Regions from separate parts of the Mus musculus genome. Here region 2 is linked to region 1. The links are chromatin contacts, called in public HiChIP or PLAC-seq maps. All regions are on one chromosome and are shown on one strand. The core of a region is the stretch at or near the end of the contact, and the rest is flanking DNA. Distances in the headings are between cores, read along the strand shown. Region 1 holds the start of Map3k9 (mitogen-activated protein kinase kinase kinase 9). Region 2 has its middle 8.8 kb from the start of Gm30706.

What was found. HiChIP or PLAC-seq counts read pairs in DNA pulled down with a chosen protein or histone mark.
Region 2: a contact with region 1 is called in an H3K27ac HiChIP or PLAC-seq map of embryonic stem cells, with 5 read pairs. The contact joins the enhancer-like site here to the promoter of Map3k9 in region 1. A contact is called at or near these places in 2 of 15 datasets of contacts at CTCF or cohesin (CD8 T cells and the NIH/3T3 cell line), 1 of 484 Hi-C or Micro-C datasets (embryonic stem cells), 4 of 115 datasets of contacts at active chromatin or transcription factors (CD8 T cells, embryonic stem cells and stem cell-derived anterior neural progenitor cells) and 3 of 9 other capture datasets (adipose tissue, liver and pancreatic islet).

The regions. Positions count from the first base shown.
Region 1 is chr12:81,777,176-81,783,578 of GRCm38.p6, reverse strand. It overlaps Map3k9 (mitogen-activated protein kinase kinase kinase 9), which reads left to right and starts at 2,409. Exons shown (of 11, transcript NM_001174107.1): 1 at 2,409-3,089. The coding sequence starts at 2,705. Gm46366 (a long non-coding RNA gene) reads left to right here. Exons shown (of 3, transcript XR_001780649.2): 2 at 555-615; 3 at 1,030-1,559.
Region 2 is chr12:81,813,288-81,819,020 of GRCm38.p6, reverse strand. No RefSeq gene overlaps it. Among named protein-coding and RNA genes, the nearest start is that of Gm30706, 8.8 kb to the right of the region's middle. Within about 2 kb of position 1,985, at least 74 of the 459 cell types and tissues checked have an H3K27ac peak or open chromatin away from gene starts, as enhancers often do. A contact at or near this core is called in adipose tissue, embryonic stem cells and stem cell-derived anterior neural progenitor cells, where this site is marked.

The DNA of each region.
Region 1 (6,403 bases), core at 1,160-3,659:
TTCCCTGGCCCTGTGATAACCTTGGTCTGCTAAACAAAACCCAGACTTCCTAGGCTTATAGCCAAGCCAGCCACCAGGTGTGACTGTCCAGAGAGGTGACTAGCTATGTGCCAGGCGTTCTGAGACGCCAGGAAAGCTATAAGGAACAAGTCAGACCGGTTGCTGCCCTTATGGCAAACACCTTTGTTATTAAATCATTTCAAATGATCAATTAAATAATTATTAATGTGAATCAAATAGCTACCAAGCCTTCTGCAACCCAACCTCAGTAGGTTTCCAGCATTCTTTCTTATCCTCTTCCCCCCCCCACCCCCCGTACCTCTCTGGGACCGGTTCTGTTTCTGCTTCTCTACCATGAAGCCCTGCTAGGCAACTGTGGTCTGAAGGATCTTCCCTAGTTTGAGTTCTTAGCACTTATCCATTCAACAAATATTTAGAGAGTGACTTTTTGGAATGTTTGGTGAGTGACTCTTCATGAGGCTCTAAGCACTTGCTGGAGCATTAAATATTTAAATTGAGCAGGGCATTCTTTTTTTTTTTTCTTTTACTCTTAGGGAGCCAGGACTATTCTCATCTGCTCCTCCAGGGAGAAGAGGTGTGTGGAAATGGCCACGCGTGAGTAGGGGAGAAAAATGACAATTCAAAAAGCTGCAATCCATCAATAATTGTACGACTTGAAGACCCAGTTAACATCCTCCTTTCCAGTTTTCATCTTTGTAAAACCATTCTCTGTGCTTGAGTGCTTTGCCTGTGTGCGCGCCATGTGCATTCCTAGTGCCCATAGAGACCAGTCAAGTATGTCATTTCCCCTGAAGTTACAGGAGGTGCCATAGTGGGGGATGGGAACGGAATCTGGGTCCTCTGGAGAAGTCAATGCTCTCAACCACCAAGCCATCTATCTCTACAGCCCCTCCAGGGTGTGTGTGTGTGTGTTATCTACTTTGTAAGACTCCTTTCTCACACACATGAAAATTTTATTAAATAAAATATTTGTTTAAACACTATTTTCCCTTTCCCATCCTCTTGTAGGCAGAGTGGCTTCTATCAAGAGAATCTATCCAGACTCACGCATGTATTTCCCAGTTTACTGACCCTCCCAGGAATTGAACATGTTAGACCCTCCTATAAACTTGACTGCGTTAGGGGATTTACTTCCGGATCTCCGTCCCCAGGACTGTCTGGATGCTCCTTGAACAGTACCATCTCATCCCTTTCCCAAGACCTTAAATGTGCACAGTGTCTCCCTTTACAATGTAGTCACAGCCCCTTGCAAATCACTGGATGTCCAAAACTAAAACACAGGAGGCTTTTCCCTCCACGGTCTTCACTTCAAGGATAAACAGATGGCACCTGCCCAAGGTCATGTAGCTGCCTCGCTATTTTTTCAAATTGCTCCAGTTTGCCTAATATTAAACTTCAAATTAAAATGAAACAAAAATGGTCTGGTGGGGCACATTGGCACACGCCTGTAATCCCAAGACTTGGGCAGTTGAGGCAGCGAGATAATGAGAGGCCAGTATGGCCTACCCAGTAAGATCTTGCTTCAAAACCACAAATGAGCAAATAAACAATGAAGTACTGACTCTTGTTACACAAATCACATCAATGCCTGTCTTGGAAATACAGTTTGGTAGTTACCATGGCTGAAATATGGAAGCCATTGCTATGACAGGCTTAAAAACATGTAAAAGAGGTTAAGGTCCTTGGGGGTGGTGGCGGCAGGTAACAAAAAGACATAGCATAGGTCAGCCCTTGCCCAAGAATGGCAGGCAGCACCCGCCTTTACTCCTTTAGTCTTTGGAAACTGGGTATCCAGTCACCAGGGTCCTAGATATAGCCAGTTTCACAAGGCAAGCGCAAACTAGCTGGTTCCGCATGACTTCCCGAGCCTGCGGAAGCCCCACTAGGAGACCTCCCCTTTCGGAATTCTAATAACAATGGCCAGGAACTTCTTCTTACAAAGATGAACACAGTCTTCATTAAGGCCAGCAGAGCAATCGAAAGAGTTCTTCCATCGCTAGCCATAAGGTTCCGGGGTGTGAGTGTGTGCGTAGCGGCGACAGTGGACGTAAGCTGGTCCCCGTGGCCAAATAGGGGAACAGCAGATCCATCTGAACCGGGAATTGGCGCAGCCCGTAGGACCAAACGGCGCGGACAAAAGACAGAGGGCTCCGCAGCCCGCTCGGACTGTCCGAACGCACGCTGGGTCTCACCTTCGGGAGCCACCCAATGAGGTCTCAGCCACCCTCAGGAGACGGACAGCCGCGGCGGGCCAATGGGAGGATGGGTTGGCTGTGGAGGCGGGCCCATCCTGGAGGCCCCGCCCCCGGGTCCGCAGGGCTGGGGCGGAGCCAGGCTCGCGTCAGGTGGTCCCGGGCGTGCGGGAGGCGGGGCGCACGGGGCGGGGAGGGGAGGGAGCGGCCAGCGGGCGGCGGGCACGGGCGGCACGAGCAGGTGGGAGCCGCCGAGGGGCGAGGCCGCCCGCGGGGGCGCCAGGCGGCCGGGACTGCGCCGCGCCCCTGTCCGCGGTGCGCGCTCGCGGTGCGCACCGGGCGTCCTCGACTCTCGCGCGCCCAGCCTGCTCGGGCCCTACCTGCGGCGGCCGTCGGGGGCGCGGAGCCCCCAGCGCTGCCGAGCCGCATGAACAATAGGCGGCGGCGGCTCCCGCGGGCGGCCGCCCCGCACCCTATGGACCAGCCGCTCCATGGAGTCCTCCAGATCGCTTCTCGGCTGCCTGGCGAGTGCCACTGCCGCCCCGCCGGGGGACGATGCCACGGGCGCTGGGGCCGAAGAGGAGGAGGACGAGGAGGAGGCGGCGGCCGAGCTGGGATCTCACGCCGCGCTGCCCTACTGGACGGCTGTGTTCGAGTACGAGGCGGCGGGCGAGGACGAGCTGACCCTGCGGCTGGGCGATGTGGTAGAGGTGCTGTCCAAGGACTCGCAGGTGTCCGGCGATGAGGGCTGGTGGACCGGACAGCTGAACCAGCGGGTGGGCATCTTCCCCAGCAACTACGTGACCCCGCGTAGCGCCTTCTCCAGCCGCTGCCAGCCGGGCGCCGAGGACCCCAGCTGCTACCCGCCCATTCAGCGTAAGAAGGCGGGCACCGGTGCCCGGTGGGGACGGGGGGCTGAGGCCTAAGGATGGGCGAAGAGCAGTCCCGAGTGGGGAGCGACTGGCCCGGGCATGGGTGGGCACTTTGGCTGCAGGGGCTTTAGCTGGTGCTACCCAGAAGCTCCAGAGTCGCAGGCCCTGCCTGGAACACCGGGCTTCTTCACCGTCATCTGACTCGCTCAAGTAGCAACTCTTGAAACCCTAGCAGGAGTCTCCTTACGTCCCAACCCCTTACCCCCCCCCGCCCCCCCCGCCCCTTGTGCCCCTCCAGATCTGGAAGGGTTTTGGAGAGCAGGTGGTTACTGTCACCAGTAACCTTAGTTCCCTAATCAAGGACCCGGCGGACCTTTTCTGTTTCTTGTCTCCGCCTCTTAAAGGTATTTGTCTAGAGAGGAGTGGAGGTGCCTCCCGCCTGCCTGGGCAGGTTCACAAGTCCCGGAAGCGTGTGTGAACTCAGGAGTCAGGTGCCTTTGAAATCTCGTGTTGGTTTCTTGGGTTCTCGTACTGTATTTCAAAGTTGTACCCTGAGGAATCTTGCCGAATATTATGTTAGGAAAGGTGTGTACAAGGGGAGGGGGCAAAGTTATGAGTGGAGAAATAATTAGAGGGAGAAAGTATGTCTGTCCCTCGTGGGAGTTCAGGATCAGCAGGTACAGTGGCTAAGTCCTTGTCCCATACAGCCATACTGTTCACACAACACATTTTTTTTTTCCACCCTAGATCCTTGCCTATATTTGGCATTGGCCAAATCTCAGGGGCCAGGACCAGGGTTCCCTCCCAGGGCCTTTCTCCCTGTGTCCTGGTTTTCACCAATTTCCCAGGAACCGTTCCATGTTCCTAGCAAAACCCACCCACTCTCTCTCTCTCTCTCTCTCTCTCTCTCTCTCTTTCTTTCTTTCTTCCTTTCTTTCTCTTTCTTTCTTTCGAGTTAAATTGCCATTGTAATTTCTTAATCACTTGTATATTCTTGATTGGTTTAGAAGATGGCAGTCTCTCTAAGTGCAGTTTATAGCGTTTAAGAATTTCCATAATTCCAGTTAGAAGGCATTCTTACATATATGGTAGCAGTTTGTTCCTTGTCTTATGTACTTGATTTAAAAAAGAGAAGCCATTACAAAGGGCTAACTTTGAGTGTTTAGTTTTAAATTTTCATCTATGATAGTTATCTGTTACTTATTTTTACATGAACAATTATTTTAATGAATAATTACATTACTTTAAGATGATTTTGAAATAGAATGGCAGCTTCTTGTTTTCTTCTTTTCCCTTTGGCCTTTTGACTGTCAAGCGATTCAGGTCTTTAGTTTTCCTTAGACATATCCCCTTTCATTCAGTTTCTTGTTTATACATTTTGATGTTTATAATGCCCAAAAATGGCAGGCAAGTTGTTTTAGATTGCTTTTGAGTGCTACAGATTTTTGGCAATGCTGGTAAGACAGAGACCAATGAAGGGGCCCAACATGGTGTTTGGAATTAGTGCTGGAGATGAGCTTGACCATATGTTGAAAGACATGAATAATCTGATATATTAGGAAACACAGTGTGTTGGTTTGTTTAGTTTTGGTTTTCTGAGACAGAGTTTCTCTGCCTAGTACTGGCTGTCCTGGAACTCGCTCTGTAGACCATGCTGGCCTCAAACTCAGAGATGTACCTCCTTCTCTGCCTTCTGAGCGCTGGGATTAAAGGCGTGCACCACTACCTGGCTACAGCATCCTCCAGCTGAGAGTGGGTGGAGTTCAGTGATGCTGTTTTAGGGACAGCTAACATGAGAATGTACAAGTTACGTGACGTTCATGAACAACAGCCTGTGTGGTTTCCTCAGCGTCTTGTGCTCCTGGCTGTCACAGCAGTCAGGAGCCAACATGACTTAGGTTAAAAGAACCTTTCCACGGAGTGCCAGACATGTCAACAGTGTGCTTCATTCAGAGATGAATCCCTGTAATGTGGCCAGGACTTACCTGTCATATGTCAGTGCATAGGGTGGATTCCTGAATCTGGATCCCAGATGGGAGGACCTTGTGCTTGTGGAAGGAATTCACTTGAGGAGCTTGGCGTGGAAAGCTCTGGTGAGGGTTCTACCTTCAGCTTACTTGTGACTGGCCTGCTTGAGAGCTCATGAAGCTCCAGTCCAAAGCTCTTTCCTCAGTAGTTGCTGAGTGGTGGCTACTAAGTATCAAGGATGGAAGGAGTAAAGGGAGGCTAGGAGTGAGGCTAGTCAAGGAACCATAACATCACAGTGGTGCTTTGAGAAGGCAGGAGTGTCTCACCTGCTTGCTCTTCCCACCAGTTGAGTTTGTGTCACTCAGAAAACAAAGATGATTGACAAGCTTGTCCCCCGGGATCAGGAGTAGAAAAGCCTGATGACAGGAACACGTCCCCAGAGCTGCCCTTTTGAACTTCCCCTCTGGGGCTTACAGCCTGTGGTAGGTTCAGAACTGTGAATGGAATACCTAAGTCTAGTCAAGCAGGGAGAGTCAGGCTTGGTTTTATGGTATTGTTTTCACGTGAAACTTTTGCTTCAAGCTTTATTCAGAATAGAAGGGGAAATTAATCTTTGGTCAAAGAAAAAAATATTCTCATGATACCTAAGCTATTTTACATTCTACTTTTAACCCCCACCTGGTGTAGGTACCAGGGGTTGGCTGTCCATGGATGACAAATCTATATAACCTGGGTGCCCTCTCATCTCTCAAACTTTGTAATACAAGGTGAAAAATATAAAGTCCTAGTTAGTCACCCATGGAGATACATAACTCTTAACATGTTTCATCTACTCTAGTGTTAGTCTATTTGCAACACAGAATTAAGGCCACTTAATTTACATTTGTTTTTCCTGAATTCCCTACAAATGTAAGGATGTATTTTTAGATATGTCTAAGGCTTGTGTGTTTATGTGTTTGTGCATATATATATGTATATATATATATATATGAATGGTGTGTGTACATGTGTTTGTGCATATTCATATATATATATGAATGGTATGTTCATATATTATGCTTTTATATATATATTATATGGTATGTGTACATATGTTTGTTCATATTCATATATATGAATGGTATATGTACATGTGTTTGTGCTTTTTCATATATATGAATGGTGTGTGTGTACATGTGCTTGTAATATCCATATATAGATGAATGGTATGTGTGTATGTGTTGTACTTATTCACATATATATGCATGGTGTGTGTATGTGTGTGTACATTGTCTGTACAGATGCATGCGTGCATGGAGGATGCTGGGTGTCCTCTAATGATCTCTGCCCTGTCACCTTGTGAAGGTCTCG
Region 2 (5,733 bases), core at 736-3,235, 36 kb before region 1:
GGCAGAGAAAGAGGAAGAGGTGTGGCATTTCTGTAATTCACGGTTCTATGTAACAAAACTGGTTCTTGGGATCTCCCTTTAGCTTTCCTCTTGGGACTCAACTAGTAAGCAGCATCGCCAAGAGCTGCATCTGGGACAGGTAGGCTCCAAACCACCTACTGGTTCTGTTTCATCCCACCACGCACTGTGTACAGCAAAATGTCATTCAGAGGAGGTAGTGGGCAGCAGTAATGATCATCCATTGTTAAATGGTCTCATGTGTGAATAGATAGATCCCATGAATGAGTCCTCAAGATCTGTGTGAATGGATAGACTCCTGTATGATTCTCTATGTGGGTCTGGGAGTGTGACTTTGGAAAGAGGAGCCAGACCAAATAAAAGAGTCCCCCCCCCAAAAAAAAAAACAAACCATCAACGTATGAATTACAAATGCTTTTGTCTGTGCACAGAACCATGCAAGACTTCAAGGAGACCAGACCATCCAATCAGATGACACTTAAGAGACTACATGTGTTGTAACAGGCAGGACACCTCTTGGCAATACAGAGTACACTTACACTGGACAACTTATTAAGATGTTCAGGGACTAATCTTATAAAAGTGACAGAATGGATGGAAAACAAATGTGCAACTGTGTAAAAACCCAACATATGGGGTGAGCAGAAAGGCCAGGTTGCTGTTGCAAGAAGAGTAGGCTGCAAGAAGATGTTCCCCTCCCCTTACTGAAGTTGTGATCTTCAGTATGGAGAAGTAGCCAACCATGGTGACCCATCATCAGGAATGGCCACAAAGATAAGCATGTCATTCTTTGTATTTTCTCATCTCTTGAAGATGCTTGCAGCTAGCCCCAAGCAAAAGATATTTAACCCATAAAAACCAGCTGCCCAGACACAGCAGGGAATGAAGAAAGCCAGAGTGTCTCTCAAAGGGCAAAGGAAAGACCGTGTTGTAAACTGACACACTGTGGGCTGGAGAGATGGCTCAATGGTTAAGAGCACTGACTGCTCTTCCAGAGGTCCTGTGTTCAATTCCCAGCAACCACATGGTGGCTCACAACCATCTATAATGGGAACTGATGCCCTCTGAAGATAGCTACAGTGTACTCATAGAAATAACATAAATAAATTTTTAAGGAAAAAAGAAAGTCCAAAAAAAAAAAAAAAGAAAAGAAAAGAAAACAAACCAAAAAAACATAAAACCAAAACCAAAACAAAAGCTGGGTATGGTGGTGCATGCCTTTAATCCCAACACTTGGGAGGCAGAGGCAGGCGGATCTCTGAGTTCGAGGCCAGCCTGGTCTACAGAGTGAGTTCCAGGACAGCCAGGGCTACACAGAGAAACCCTGTCTCAAAAAACCAAAAACCAAACCAAACCAAACCAAAATAAAAAACAAGAGAGAAGGAGAGAGAGAGAGAGAGAGAGAGAGAGAGAGAGAGAGAAAGAGAAAGAGAGAAACAGCTTTATATATATATATATATATATATATATATATATATATAACCTGATGCACTCTTGTTTAGGTATATTTTAGCGGTCACAAATGGCAAGAGTAAATGATTTGTTTAGTAGTATTCTCACTACGCAGTAGCATGTTTATACGTCATGATCTCCTTTTATTAGGTTAGAGTCACATGAAGCATTGAACTAGCCTGGCTCACACTGGGTGAGCTGAGCAGGAGGGAGGAGCATTGCTTTCAGCCCGCCCCCTTTCTGCTGAGCAGGGGGAGGAGCATTGCTTTTTGTCCGCCCCCTTTCTGCTTTGGAGCTTTGCTCCACTGACCTGGATTTTTCTCCGTGCCCAGTTCCATCATTTTAAAAGACTCTTACTTTTCCTCTTTCCTTTCTTCCAACAAACAAACAAACAAACAAGCAAACAAACAAACCCAGAGCAACAGCAACAACAACAAAAGGCTGGACTCACACCTCCATTCACACACGCTTGGGAATACTGCATCTGGCGGTGTTTCAAGGATCCCTGCCCCCCACCCCCTTCCGCTCTCTAGAAAGAAAACCAAAAGGGTAAATGTGGGGGAGGGATTGGATAAGAACACTGTCTTCCTGGAATTTGAAGCTCTTTGTGGATCGCAGAAGTCACTGGGGAGAAACAATGAGCTCAGGGACTGAAGGAAATGGTTTGGCTCCCATCTGTCCCCAGTCATCCAGGGAGGAATGTTTGTTTTGTTTTGTTTTGTTTTTTTAATTTTGTTTCCATTGTTGTACAGGTCGCTACCAAAGATGTTGCTTTTCTCCTCAGAGATCATATGGGTAAGGCAGGGAGTCGTGACAAACTCACACCGCACTAAGCCAAGGAGGCAATGGTAAAACCCAGGGGAGAAAGGCAGAGGCAGAGAGAAACTGATCTTTGGTTAGGACCCAGCACATTCTCCGGGTTCTGACTTGAACAAACAGCTCACAAAAGGCTTTTCTGCTAGGAGTCTGTGGGATTGGGTGAGCCAATGGGATTTACATTTTCACTCAGTGGGCAAAATCAAGATGGGTTTTGTATAGACACAGGGAGCCGGTTAGTGAATGAACAAGACTTTGGCTTCTCTAGCCTGAAAGTGTGGGGTTACATGCTTGAGTATGGCTGCCTGACAAACAGACCCGTGTGTGTGTGTGTGTGTGTGTGTGTGAGTGTGTGTGTGTGTGTGTGTGTGTGTGTGTGTGTGTGTGTGTGTGTGTCTGAGCTCCTGAATTTGTATTCCTGGCATTGTAAAGAATCCCCAGGAACATTCTTTCTCTACTGCATTGGTTCTCAACCTTCCTAAGGCTGTGACCCTTTAATACAGTCATGCTGGGGTGACCTCCAACCATAAAACTATTTTGTTGCTACTTCATAACCGTAATTTTGCTACTGTTATAAATTGGAATATAAATACTTGATATGTGGGATGTCTGATATGCAGCTCCCATGAAAGGGTTTTTAAATCCTCAAGGAGGTCACGCCCATCAGGGTGAGAAACACTGCTTTGCTGGCTATTGTGTGCCGCACAAGAACAAGCTAGTGGGGTTCCTATCCATGGTCCTTCCTCCTCTTTTTTTTTTTTTAAAGATTTATTTATTATCATATCTAAGTACACTGTAGTTGTCTTCAGACACAGATGAAGATCTCATTACGGATGGTTGTGAGCCACCATGTGGTTGCTGGGATTTGAACTCAGACCTTCAGAAGAGCAGTCAGTGCTCTTAACCGCTGAGCCATCTCACCAGCCCTGCTCCTTCCTCTTACAGGTGGTTCAATGTACATGTTGTAAGGTCTTGTGTTCTCTCTCTCTTAAATTAATCTATGAATTGAATGTTGTTCCTACTAAAAGATGTTGACGTCTCACCAGGTGGTGATGGCATACAACTTTAATCCCAGCACTGGGGAGGATCTCTGAGTTCCAGGACATCCAGGTCTACCTACACAGGAAAAAAAACTCATCTCAAGGGAAAAAAAGATATTGAAGTCTTAATCTTCAGAACCTATGTGTCTTCATATTTATTTTGGGTCTGGAGAGATGGCTCAGTAGCTAAGAACACTGGCTGCTCTTCCAGAGAAACCAAGTTTGCTTCTCAGCACCCATATGGTGGCTCACAAACATTTGATATTCCTATTCCAAAAGATCTAACATCCTTTTATGGCCTCTGCACACACATGGTACATAGGCACACATGCAGCCAAAACCACCCATACACATAACATAAAAATGAGACAATAAAAATGGAATCTATATAGAAAATTACGTCATGATGAGATTGTCAGAGTTGCTCTTAATCCTATACAAATGGCATCTTTACAAAAAAAATTAAAAAGCAGAAATTTATACAGAGGGAGAGCAACATGAAGCCATAGGCAAAAAGGTGTCCATCTTTACAAGCTAAGGAATTCCCAAGGCTGTAGGAGCCAGGAAAGTACAAGAAACAGATTTTCAAGGCCCTCAAGAGAGAGCAAGCCTAACAGCATCTTGATTTCAGACTTGTAACCTCCAGAAGTACAAGGTACATAAAATATCTGCTGGCTAAGCCACGCACTTTATGAGTACTCCATGAAATAGACCTGGGAAGATAACACAATTGAAGTTGGCGAAACCCAACGTAGTCCTAATGTCTCCAAGTGCAGAGACCAAAGCTCAAACAGTAACATGACTCATGCAGTCATAGAACTAGTTGGAATTCCCAGATTACCCTTGACCCGTGGCTGGTCTTATTAATCTCAATAGACTTCCATCGTTGGGTGAAAAAGATGGAGAAATGCTACCCCTGCCTTGTCACCTACAGTCCCCTGCTAGATTTTAATCATTTAAAGCAAGGCTTGGCTGTTCAGATGGTGCTAGTGTGCTGTGCTCTGACTTTCAGAGAAAATGCACTTATTTGATTTGTGTTCAGTTCAAAAGGCCACCAGAACTTGGTGAGGTTTCAGTGGGTTATGTATCCAAGTTATTCCTTACATTTGGAAATGGGAGTACGGGGGGGGGGGGGATACTTCTTGAGAAGGCCAAGGGCCCATTTCATCTTCATAGGGTGCCTTCTCTTAGCAGAGTCTGACATTTTGGTGAAGTTGAGCTCCTGAGCCAAAGTTGTAAATAGTTACCTGCGATGGTAATTGTCAACTTGATTGCATCAAGACACACTTAGAGTGTTAGTGTTAAACTCCAAAGTGTTAAAAACACCTTTGGGTGTGTTTGAGTGTGATGGTGTCTCTTTCCAGCCTGGGAGGGGAGAACCTGCCCCTAATGTGGGCGACATCATCTCATGTGCTAGGATCCCAGGCTACCTGAAAAGGGAGAAGGAGGAAGCCAGCTGTCAGCATCCTCTGCCTCACGCCCCTGCTGCCACACTCTCCAGCAAACCTTCCCCTACACAAAGATCCAAAATGAGTCTTTCCCTCTACATCACTTCTGTATAGTATTTTGTCATAGCAACGAGAAGACTAATTGAACTAGTATCTCGCTTGCCCACTGTTGGTTCTCTATCAGGTCATGTGAAGTGTTGGGTGTGATGGGAGAGCATCTCTGATACAGTCTTCACAACTGTAGAATTACATCCTAAGCAGGAAAGAATTCAGTCTGCTTGCCTGGTTTTCCATCAGCTTCTCCCAGGACCCAACCTGCTGCCTGTCACTGACCTCCCTGTGGAAGGGGAGGGTCTAGTCATCTCTTCACACCTGACTTAGCTTTGACCCCGCCTTGAGTCTCTCCATCTGACATAGGAGAACCCTTCCTTCCTTCCTTCCTTCCTTCCTTCCTTCCTTCCTTCCTTCCTTCCTTCCTTCCTTCCTTCTCTCTCCCTTTCTCTCTCTCTCTCTCTCTCTCTCTCCCTTCCTTCCTTCCTTCCTTCCTTCCTTCCTTCCTTCCTTCCTTCCTTCCTTCCTTCTCTCTCTCTCTCTCTCTCTCTCTCCCCCTTCCTCCCTCCCTCCCTCCCTCCCTCCCTCCCTCCCTCCCTCCCTCCCTTCCTTCCTTCCTTCCTTCCTTCCTTCCTTCCTTCCTTCCTTCCTTTATTTTCTGTGGATGTTAGGACACCCAAGCTTCCCCCAGACTTCTCCATATACCTAAGAAGGTGGCTGGGTCAGGCTATGAGAAATGCTTAGTGCTTGGATTTGAATCAGGAGAGAAAGAGTGTAGATATTAACATCATTTTCTGAATTGGGCGAATCAAAGAAAAACACTGCACTAATTAAATTAATTAATTGTTATTTAATTTCTGCATTAGGCTTCAGGCTGAAAGGCCATCACAGCTAAAAGCAAGGACAGC